Regions from separate parts of the Mus musculus genome. Here all the other regions are linked to region 1. Evidence: chromatin contacts called from public promoter capture Hi-C data. All regions are on one chromosome and are shown on one strand. The core of a region is the stretch at or near the end of the contact, and the rest is flanking DNA. Distances in the headings are between cores, read along the strand shown. Region 1 holds the start of Serpinb1b (serine (or cysteine) peptidase inhibitor, clade B, member 1b). Region 2 holds the start of Psmg4 (proteasome (prosome, macropain) assembly chaperone 4). Region 3 holds the start of Foxc1 (forkhead box C1).

Region 1 (2,700 bases), core at 201-2,700:
CCAGCCTTAAAAGAACAATGTTGTTCTTTTAAGATCTTAGGGGACTTCCTTCGCTGGGAACAGTAATTTTCCTTCCATGACACTGAACTCACTCCCATGCAACATGTTAAGTCTGCATACTATGTACTCTCTCATCAATGGCTTTATTGAAGGAGAGAACATGGCTCCAACAGGAACTGAAGATGGTACATCAAATGACCTGCTAGTGGGATGACACTATTTGACTAGGGCGCATGCACATCAAACCCTGCACTTGCAGCAGAAGGAAGTGCCCTGCAGCAGTGCTGAGGGACAATAAGCTTGGCTGTAGAGCTGGACAGGACAGCTTCCTGACTACCATGCTTTGGTGTGCCAGCCATTCTTCCACCTCTGCTCTTTAGAGCACACATCTTGGGGTTGCTTGTAGCTCTGTTCTTCCAGTGGCCCAAATGGGAGCTCTGACCCTGCCTTGGTGAAGAAGCCTCCTCTGACGCCTTCCTTTAAGGAATACCAATGGTGGCTAAAAGAAACAGGGATTCCAGATGCTCAGTCCACTCAGTACTAGCAGGGCCACCTGATCATTCATGGTAATGGGAGACACTACCAGAACTGTCAGGTTTGTACAGAATGTGATTACCCTTACTGGGCTGCAGTGGTCAGTAAAGTGAATGAGATGAGGTCATGTTCCATGTGGGATAAACATGGTTAGTAGACTGCACCAGGTGATGGGGGAAAGGAGAGAAAAAGATGTGAGAGGGGAGGGGACCAGGAGAAGGGACCAAGAGCGAAGAGAATCAAGATAGCCAAGAGAGCAAATGGCCAAAAATGGCAGGGTTACATAGGAAAGAGAAGCTTGCAGAAGAGTAGCCAGGGCCCCAGGGAGGAGATGTTTAGTTCAGGGGAGAGGTGAGAAAAACTGAGAAGAGCTACAGGTACTGATGGAAGATAGAAGCCAGAATGAATTTTGGTGTGCTAATAGGTACCACAGTTAGCCAGTTGCTTCTTTGGAACCCAACATAAAGGACTTTTTTTCCTCCTCCTCCTCCTCCTCCTCCTCTTCCTCTTCCTCTTCCTCCTCCTCCTCTTCCTTCTCTCTCTCTCTCTCTCTCTCTCTCTCTCTCTCTCATACATAGGTGTAGCTAGAAACTGGAGCACTGTGACCTTATTCAAGGGGCCACAAAGGTGCCTCTACACCCCCATGCACACACCTTACAAAAAAGGATCTCTAGCATTTTTGCAGTCTTTCAGTGGAATTCAAAAAGGAATCATTTGATTGGTAATGAGAATGTTTTTCCTCTCGGCTTTTCACAGCTCAGGAAGGAGTAATTTATCAAGTACTCTGCTTGGAGAAGTAGAGCATAGCCTGGAATGGAGGAACATGGATCCCTGTGGGCGCTTGCAATCTTCTGCTTTCATTTTGTCAGTCATGCAAGCACAGTTTTAAGTACTCACCAGGGGAGAAAAAGCTCTCTTCCCAGCTTGTGCTTGCCAGTAAGACACTCTCCTTTCAGAGTCAAGGCTGCAGCTGGCCTTGGGAGCTTCTTCCTAGGTCTCTAGCAAGTGGAGCCAGAGCTGCTACAGAGGAGGTAAGGGCCATGGGCAGCATCCCAGGAAGGTGGTTGGCAAGAGGGTGGGAGACCTCTCTGCACGTCCTCCTGGGACCTGCATGCTCTCCCCATGCCTCACCCTCACCCTAGTTGTGACACCAGACCAAGAAAGGCGATGTGGTTCCCCAGCCACATCCAAAGCCAAGCCTTTGGCCAGAGGAAGGAAGGCTGTCCCAGTCATGGTTTTGCTTTTGTTTTTCCCCTCAGCTTGCTTTTTGAACCTCTATCTGAGAGGACAGTGCCCTGCTGCTCCATAGCTTCAATCCTGGCTGCAGGGATGGAGGTTGGGAAGGAAGCTGGTGAGATCCTAGATCCTCAAAAATGATAACTGGATGTAGCCCTGGTAGCTAAACATCCACAGATACACAGCTGTGAATGGCCTGTACTTGGACAAACTGGAGTTCTGAGTTTAGGATCCAGATGGATTAGGAGTGAGTCCCAAGCAGGACTTGCTTACCCACTTCAGGGACCAGCTTCCTTCCAAATAGACACAGGAGAGTGTCTCTCTTCCCTGTCACCCATAGCCTGACTAGGGAGAGTGAGTGGCAAACCCAAATTTGCATATTTCATTCCAGCTGAGACTAAAGCCTTGACCTCAGGCATGGAGGACTGTAACCACTGAGAACTAATATGATAACATTGTTATCTTACGAGAATTCTCCTGTATGCAGAGTAGGTCCATATGGTTTTCTGGATTCATTGCACAGATGAATTCGAACCTGACATCCCACAGGGAGAGAGATGTGTGAGCTCCAGACAGAAGGCTGTGTAGTGTGGGCACTGTGCCAGGACCACCAGCATAATTTCTCCTAAGACACACCTGTCTAGAAAGTTAGAGCCATAAGACAACCTTGGCCCTGGGCCATGTCACTGCTCATATCTGGCCCCAGCTTTGTGTGCCTAGAGGAGTATTCTTGCCTCTTTGGAAAAATTGGAGGGAGCCGGATTAACCTACTGCAGGTGCTAGGGGTGGGTGGCAAAGCTGTGATAGGTGTTGGTAGTGTTGTAGCTGGCAAAGCTGATCTCCTGTCTGTTGCAGCCTTCACCATGGAGCAGCTGAGTTCAGCGAACACCCTCTTCACCTTGGAGCTGTTCCACACACTGAAGGAAAGCA
Region 2 (2,700 bases), core at 86-2,585, 1.1 Mb after region 1:
CAATAAAGATGCCTACAGACAAGGCTAGGCAGAACAGAGTGGGTGGAAAAATGGATTCTGGGCTTGGGGTCTGAGATAAGGATGAGGTGGAAGAGAGAGGAAGAAGGAAGGAGGTCACCATGGTGTTGGTAGATCATGGGCACATGGTCAAGAGGACCAGCCTGATGGAGTAGGAATGGCCCAGGCTGAACATGGCCAGTGACATCTCTGGGATCACCATAAGAAAATAGGTAATATAGCATAGAGGGCTGATATCTGCCTAGCTCTAGTGCTTTTAAGCTTATTATAAATCTAAATGTTTCTGTATCTTTTATCTGGTAATGATATGGTCTGAAGTGGGGTAGAAACCCCCAATAGATATTTAAAGGTAACAAGGGGGTGTAGTAACCCCCTCCCCCCAACCCCCAACAATATTAACCACAAAGGCTGGGCTTGTTGCTTTTATAGTAATACCTCAGGAGCTCTATCACAGGAATATTTCCTTTTCCTCAGTGACTTGGGTCTTCCAGACAGGGCCTATCCCCTGATCTCCCATGATATTCCATAATCTATCTCCCTTGGGGACTAAGACATCTCACAGTGGATCCTCGGAGGGTCCCAAACCATACTCAAATCACATCACATTTTAAATCTCAATTTGATCCACTAAGAGTTACAGGAAATTTAAGCAGACTCTTTGCAGTTCCTAGAGTCTCCAAGTCTACTGTAAAAAGCTTGACAAACCGGGCAAGTTTTTACGCCTCTCAACCCACCAAGGGACTCATTCCAAACACTTTAGTGTCCCAGTAATTAAAATTAAAGGGTCCCAGGGCAGATATATCACCACCCTCCACAGGGCTTCCCTCTCTCACATTCTTTCTCAAATCTTAAAGGCTCCCTACTCATATTTCCATTTTGTACTCGAGGAAAGAGAGACAGAGAAGTTAAAGGGTTAGATCAAGACCCGAGCTTTACATGATAGCAGCTCAGGGTGTGCCTGCCTGTCTCTGAAGACCCTGTCCTCCCGCCATGGTCTATGCAGTTCTTTTTTACAGCTTTCTCCCAGGATCATTGCTGTTAAATTATGTTAGCTAGGTTAGAGACTTGCAGAGGTGGGCCTGGGAGGTGGTGGCTGCTAAAGCGCTCAAATTGTGTCCGTGTCTGGGCAAAGGAAGATGCTGAGAGTGGTTTCAGTCCACTAACATGCGCTCCTGGGAAGAAGGAAAAAGGACAGAGGTAGTTCAGTGGGTTCCTAGAGATCGCTGGCAGACTCCTAGGCGAGGCTGAAGGTACCAGGCTAGAGCAGGCGGAGGCCCTGTTCTAGGCCCCGCCCACTCATGCTCGCCCCACCCCACCTCGGCGCGCGCATCTGAAAGTGAAAGAGCGTTCCGCTTTTCGGAGCTCGCTCTCTCTGGTCTGGGAGCCCGCGCCTGCCCGGTCTCGGTGCTGTGGCCCGGTGGCTGGCGGGATGGAGGAGTCTCGGGCCGCTGCGGACGCGGACGTGTCGCTTCACAACTTCAGTGCAAGGCTGTGGGAGCAGCTGGTCCACTTTCATGTCATGCGGCTGACGGATTCGCTCTTCCTGTGGGTGGGAGCAACGCCGCATCTACGCAACCTCGCAGTGGCCATGTGCAGCCGCTACGTGAGTGTGGGCGGGGCCAGGAACTTGATGGCGATCTGGGGGCGGGGCCTAGCCGTAGTTGGGGGTGGGGTTGGGGGGACCGGTGGACCTCAAGGTGAAGGATCTGGGGTAGAGGGTGGGGACCGCTAAGAAGGGTTTGGGAGGAGAGAGACCAGTGGGAGTGAGGCTGGTCGCATGCGGCCCTGAGAGACATTCTTGAGGAGCTTCAGTGTGCCCTGGGGTCCTATTCTGAACACCTCAGGCTGGAGTCTCCTAGGGCTGCTTCTTGACTTGCGGGAACCCCGGAGTCAACCCACACGTGGACCACCTTAAAGGGAACTCATCCCAGCCCCTGAGCTCTGAGCTCACCAGAACATCGGCTCTCCTTGCACCAGCTTCCTGACATGTGCGCGTGCTACGTTTTACATTTTACATTGGGTTTAGACAACTTTTGTATTGAACTTGGAGCTTAGATTTGAGTGTCTGATAGGTACTTGACCAACAAACTCAAACCTTCCCCTTCTGTGACCTTTCATCTCTGTATGGGCAACTCTACCTATTCTGAGTGCTCTCTGGCTGTCTTTGGCCTTTCTTTCTCTCACAGGTCACGTGCCCAGAGCCTCTCCATCTCCAGGATAGGGGGTTGAATCCAAAGCTTTGCATGTGCTATGCAAATGCTCCACCACTGAGTTAAACTGCCTGTCCTCATCTCTTCCTTGAACACACCACTCATATTGGATGAAGGACTTACCTTACCCTCGGATGAGCTCACTTTGTGTGGGGGGCACATGCATATATATGCACCCAAATTTAGGAACATGCATGCACGTATGCATGCATACCATACACACTACATATAAGCAAAAAGATAAAACAATAAGATAGATCAGGGATTGCCATTCCTCTGCTAAAGACCCTTTGAGATGAATTCAGAGTATGATACTGAGTTTCTAGTGATCCCCACAGGGCCTGTTGCTTCTTAGTGTTCTTCCCTGCCCAGTTATTCCAGTAGTACTGGCCTCTGAAGTTTTAGTGATATAAGGTGAGGTTAGTGTCTAGTACCTCTCAGGCTGCTCATTAAGTCACTTGGTGAGTTGTTG
Region 3 (2,700 bases), core at 82-2,581, 1.3 Mb before region 1:
AAAGATTACCAGAAATCGGAGGAACCGAGGTGAAAAATATTCACAAACACTTTTTCACAGTGTTTCTCTCAAACCCATCTTCTAGCAAACGACCTGGTGCCCACTCTGTCAGATTTTTTTTTTCTGGACCAGTTGCTGAAATACAGGGTTGTTTTTCAGTCAGAGGGAGGCCTATCCTCTCAGATCCTCCAATACCGCCCCCCCACCCCCATCTCTACCCATCCTGTTCTAGTCACCCAGAGGCTGCAGCCTTGAGGTTTAATCACGGAATATCTAGGATCATTCGGGGCTTATCTCTTCAAAATCTTTAAGCCGCCTTGTAGGTGCAATTCTGAACACTTCCTCCAACTCAGACTCTGTGAGACAGCTGCCCTGGAATGGGTAGAGGCTGAGAGTGGCTGGGGGAAGCCTTAAGTTCTTGGGGATATTTACCTGACTCTGCTTCACCACAACTACTAATGTCACCGAGCTCTTTTGAACTTAACTGCCCCTACGAGCCAAAATGTACTGGTCAGGACAGAGGGGCAACGCATGGTTTGTCGAGGAAACTTCTGGAGTCCTCTTAGCCCGAACTCTCTAGCTCTTTTAAGCCCTGGAACGCCTGTGAACCCCGTGCTCCTCAATGTGGCCTACACATTCCATCAGCTTAACACACGTTTGAAGTTCCAAGTTTCTATCCCCTCCGCTTACTGCTAGCAGGGAGTGGGGCGAGGCACCGAAATACCATCTTCTTCCTCACTGGAACCCCGGCGGCTGTAACAGCCTTGGTAACCTAAAGTCGGACTGGAGAACCTGCCTGTGGAGAGCAAATGTGATGTTGGTGTGACCGGTGATAGCAGGGAGAGGGATATTCGGAAAGGAGAGGACAAGGGATGGGCGGAGGGCTGGAAAGGACGGAGAAACTCCCGGCGCTGGAGACAGCACGGTAGAGTAAGGACTGAGGCAGATCCTGTGTGACTCGAGGGCTCCGTGGAGGCCTGGGAACAGTGGACGCAGGAAGGGTCTCCGGGCCGGTGAGGACTCCGAAAGTCCGCAGACCGGGAGAACCGCAGAGTCTGGGAGTGAGTGGGTGGGTGCGGTGGGAGGACCGAGCGCGGGCTGCGGGCAGGGGCGCGGGCGCCGGGCCCGGGCAGCCGGCGCGCGTGTGGTCAGCCCCGCGGTCCTCCAGCCGCCAGGAGCGGGCCGGCAGAGCTCGGCCGCTGGCTCATTCACAGGCGTCTCTCGCCTCCCATTGGCTGCCGCCTCCGTAGTGGGGCGGGGCTCCCCTGCCCGGAAAAAAATGTAACTGCGTAAAAAAGTCCTCGCCTGGGTGACGGATGCTCAAAAGTTCAGAAGTTTTCCCAATGCTTCCTTAAGCGGCCGGCGCAAGAGACTGAGAAAAGGTGACGCGGGGGCCCGGGAAGGCGGCCGGCGCGCTGCCCCCGCCCCTGGTTATTTGGCCGCCTTAGCCAGCAGCCCCGAGCAGTGTCTCCTGGAAGGCGCAGGCAGTGGCGAGCAGGGCGCCTTATTTTTTTTATTTGTTTTTGTTTTTTTTTTTTTTTAATTTTTTTTTAACTTTTGTCTCTTTTTTTGCCCCGACTGCGCCTGGAAGTTGATCCGAACGTTCCTCCGAGGCGGCTTGCAGCGTCCTGGTCTGGCCCTCTCCGGGTGCAGCGACCCTCCCTCGCCGCCCGCGCGGGAACTGAGTGGGCTGCGAGGCGCCAGGCGAGCGCAGGGAGAGGCCGAGCGGCCCAGGGCGCAAGGAGGCGGCCGCGGCCGGGACAGACGCAGCGCGGAGGGGCCCGCGGTAGCTCGGCGCGGCCCGGACTCGGACTCGGCGGCCGGTGCGGCGCGGCCCGGCCCGAGCGAGGGTGGGGGGCGGCGGGCTGCGCCTGGCGGCGGCGAGCCGGGGCCATGCAGGCGCGCTACTCGGTGTCCAGCCCCAACTCCCTGGGAGTGGTGCCCTACCTCGGCGGCGAGCAGAGCTACTATCGCGCTGCCGCGGCGGCGGCCGGGGGCGGCTACACCGCCATGCCGGCCCCTATGAGCGTGTACTCGCACCCTGCTCACGCCGAGCAGTACCCGGGCAGCATGGCGCGCGCCTACGGGCCTTATACGCCGCAGCCGCAGCCCAAGGACATGGTGAAGCCGCCCTACAGCTACATCGCTCTTATCACCATGGCCATCCAGAATGCCCCGGACAAGAAGATCACTCTGAATGGCATCTACCAGTTCATCATGGACCGCTTCCCCTTCTATCGGGACAATAAGCAGGGCTGGCAGAACAGCATACGGCACAACCTCTCGCTCAACGAGTGCTTCGTCAAGGTGCCCCGCGACGACAAGAAGCCAGGCAAGGGCAGCTACTGGACGCTCGACCCGGACTCCTACAACATGTTCGAGAACGGCAGCTTCCTGCGGCGGCGGCGGCGCTTCAAGAAGAAGGACGCAGTGAAGGACAAGGAGGAGAAGGGCCGGCTGCACCTCCAAGAACCGCCACCGCCGCAGGCCGGCCGCCAGCCCGCGCCCGCGCCCCCGGAGCAGGCCGAGGGCTCCGCTCCCGGGCCACAGCCGCCGCCCGTGCGCATCCAGGACATCAAGACGGAGAACGGTACGTGTCCCTCGCCTCCCCAGCCCCTGTCCCCGGCTGCCGCCCTAGGCAGCGGCAGCGCCGCCACAGTGCCCAAAATCGAGAGCCCCGACAGCAGCAGCAGCAGCTTG

Evidence for each region. Promoter capture Hi-C pulls out the DNA fragments that hold promoters and counts their contacts.
Region 2: a contact with region 1 is called in a promoter capture Hi-C map of hippocampal neurons, with 3 times the contacts expected there. The contact joins the promoter of Psmg4 here to the promoter of Serpinb1b in region 1. A contact is called at or near these places in 2 of 39 promoter capture datasets (hippocampal neurons and stem cell-derived epiblast-like cells).
Region 3: a promoter capture Hi-C map of liver shows a contact between it and region 1, with 5 times the contacts expected there. The contact joins the promoter of Foxc1 here to the promoter of Serpinb1b in region 1. A contact is called at or near these places in 4 of 39 promoter capture datasets (cranial neural crest, frontonasal cranial neural crest, liver and 1 more) and 2 of 484 Hi-C or Micro-C datasets (cardiomyocytes and palatal mesenchyme).

The regions. Positions count from the first base shown.
Region 1 is chr13:33,082,653-33,085,352 of GRCm38.p6, forward strand. Serpinb1b (serine (or cysteine) peptidase inhibitor, clade B, member 1b) reads left to right here and starts at 1,451. Exons shown (of 7, transcript NM_173052.2): 1 at 1,451-1,565; 2 at 2,626-2,700. The coding sequence starts at 2,634.
Region 2 is chr13:34,161,629-34,164,328 of GRCm38.p6, forward strand. Psmg4 (proteasome (prosome, macropain) assembly chaperone 4) reads left to right here and starts at 1,336. Exons shown (of 3, transcript NM_001101430.2): 1 at 1,336-1,621. The coding sequence starts at 1,448.
Region 3 is chr13:31,805,315-31,808,014 of GRCm38.p6, forward strand. It overlaps Foxc1 (forkhead box C1), which reads left to right and starts at 1,332. Exons shown (of 1, transcript NM_008592.2): 1 at 1,332-2,700. The coding sequence starts at 1,894.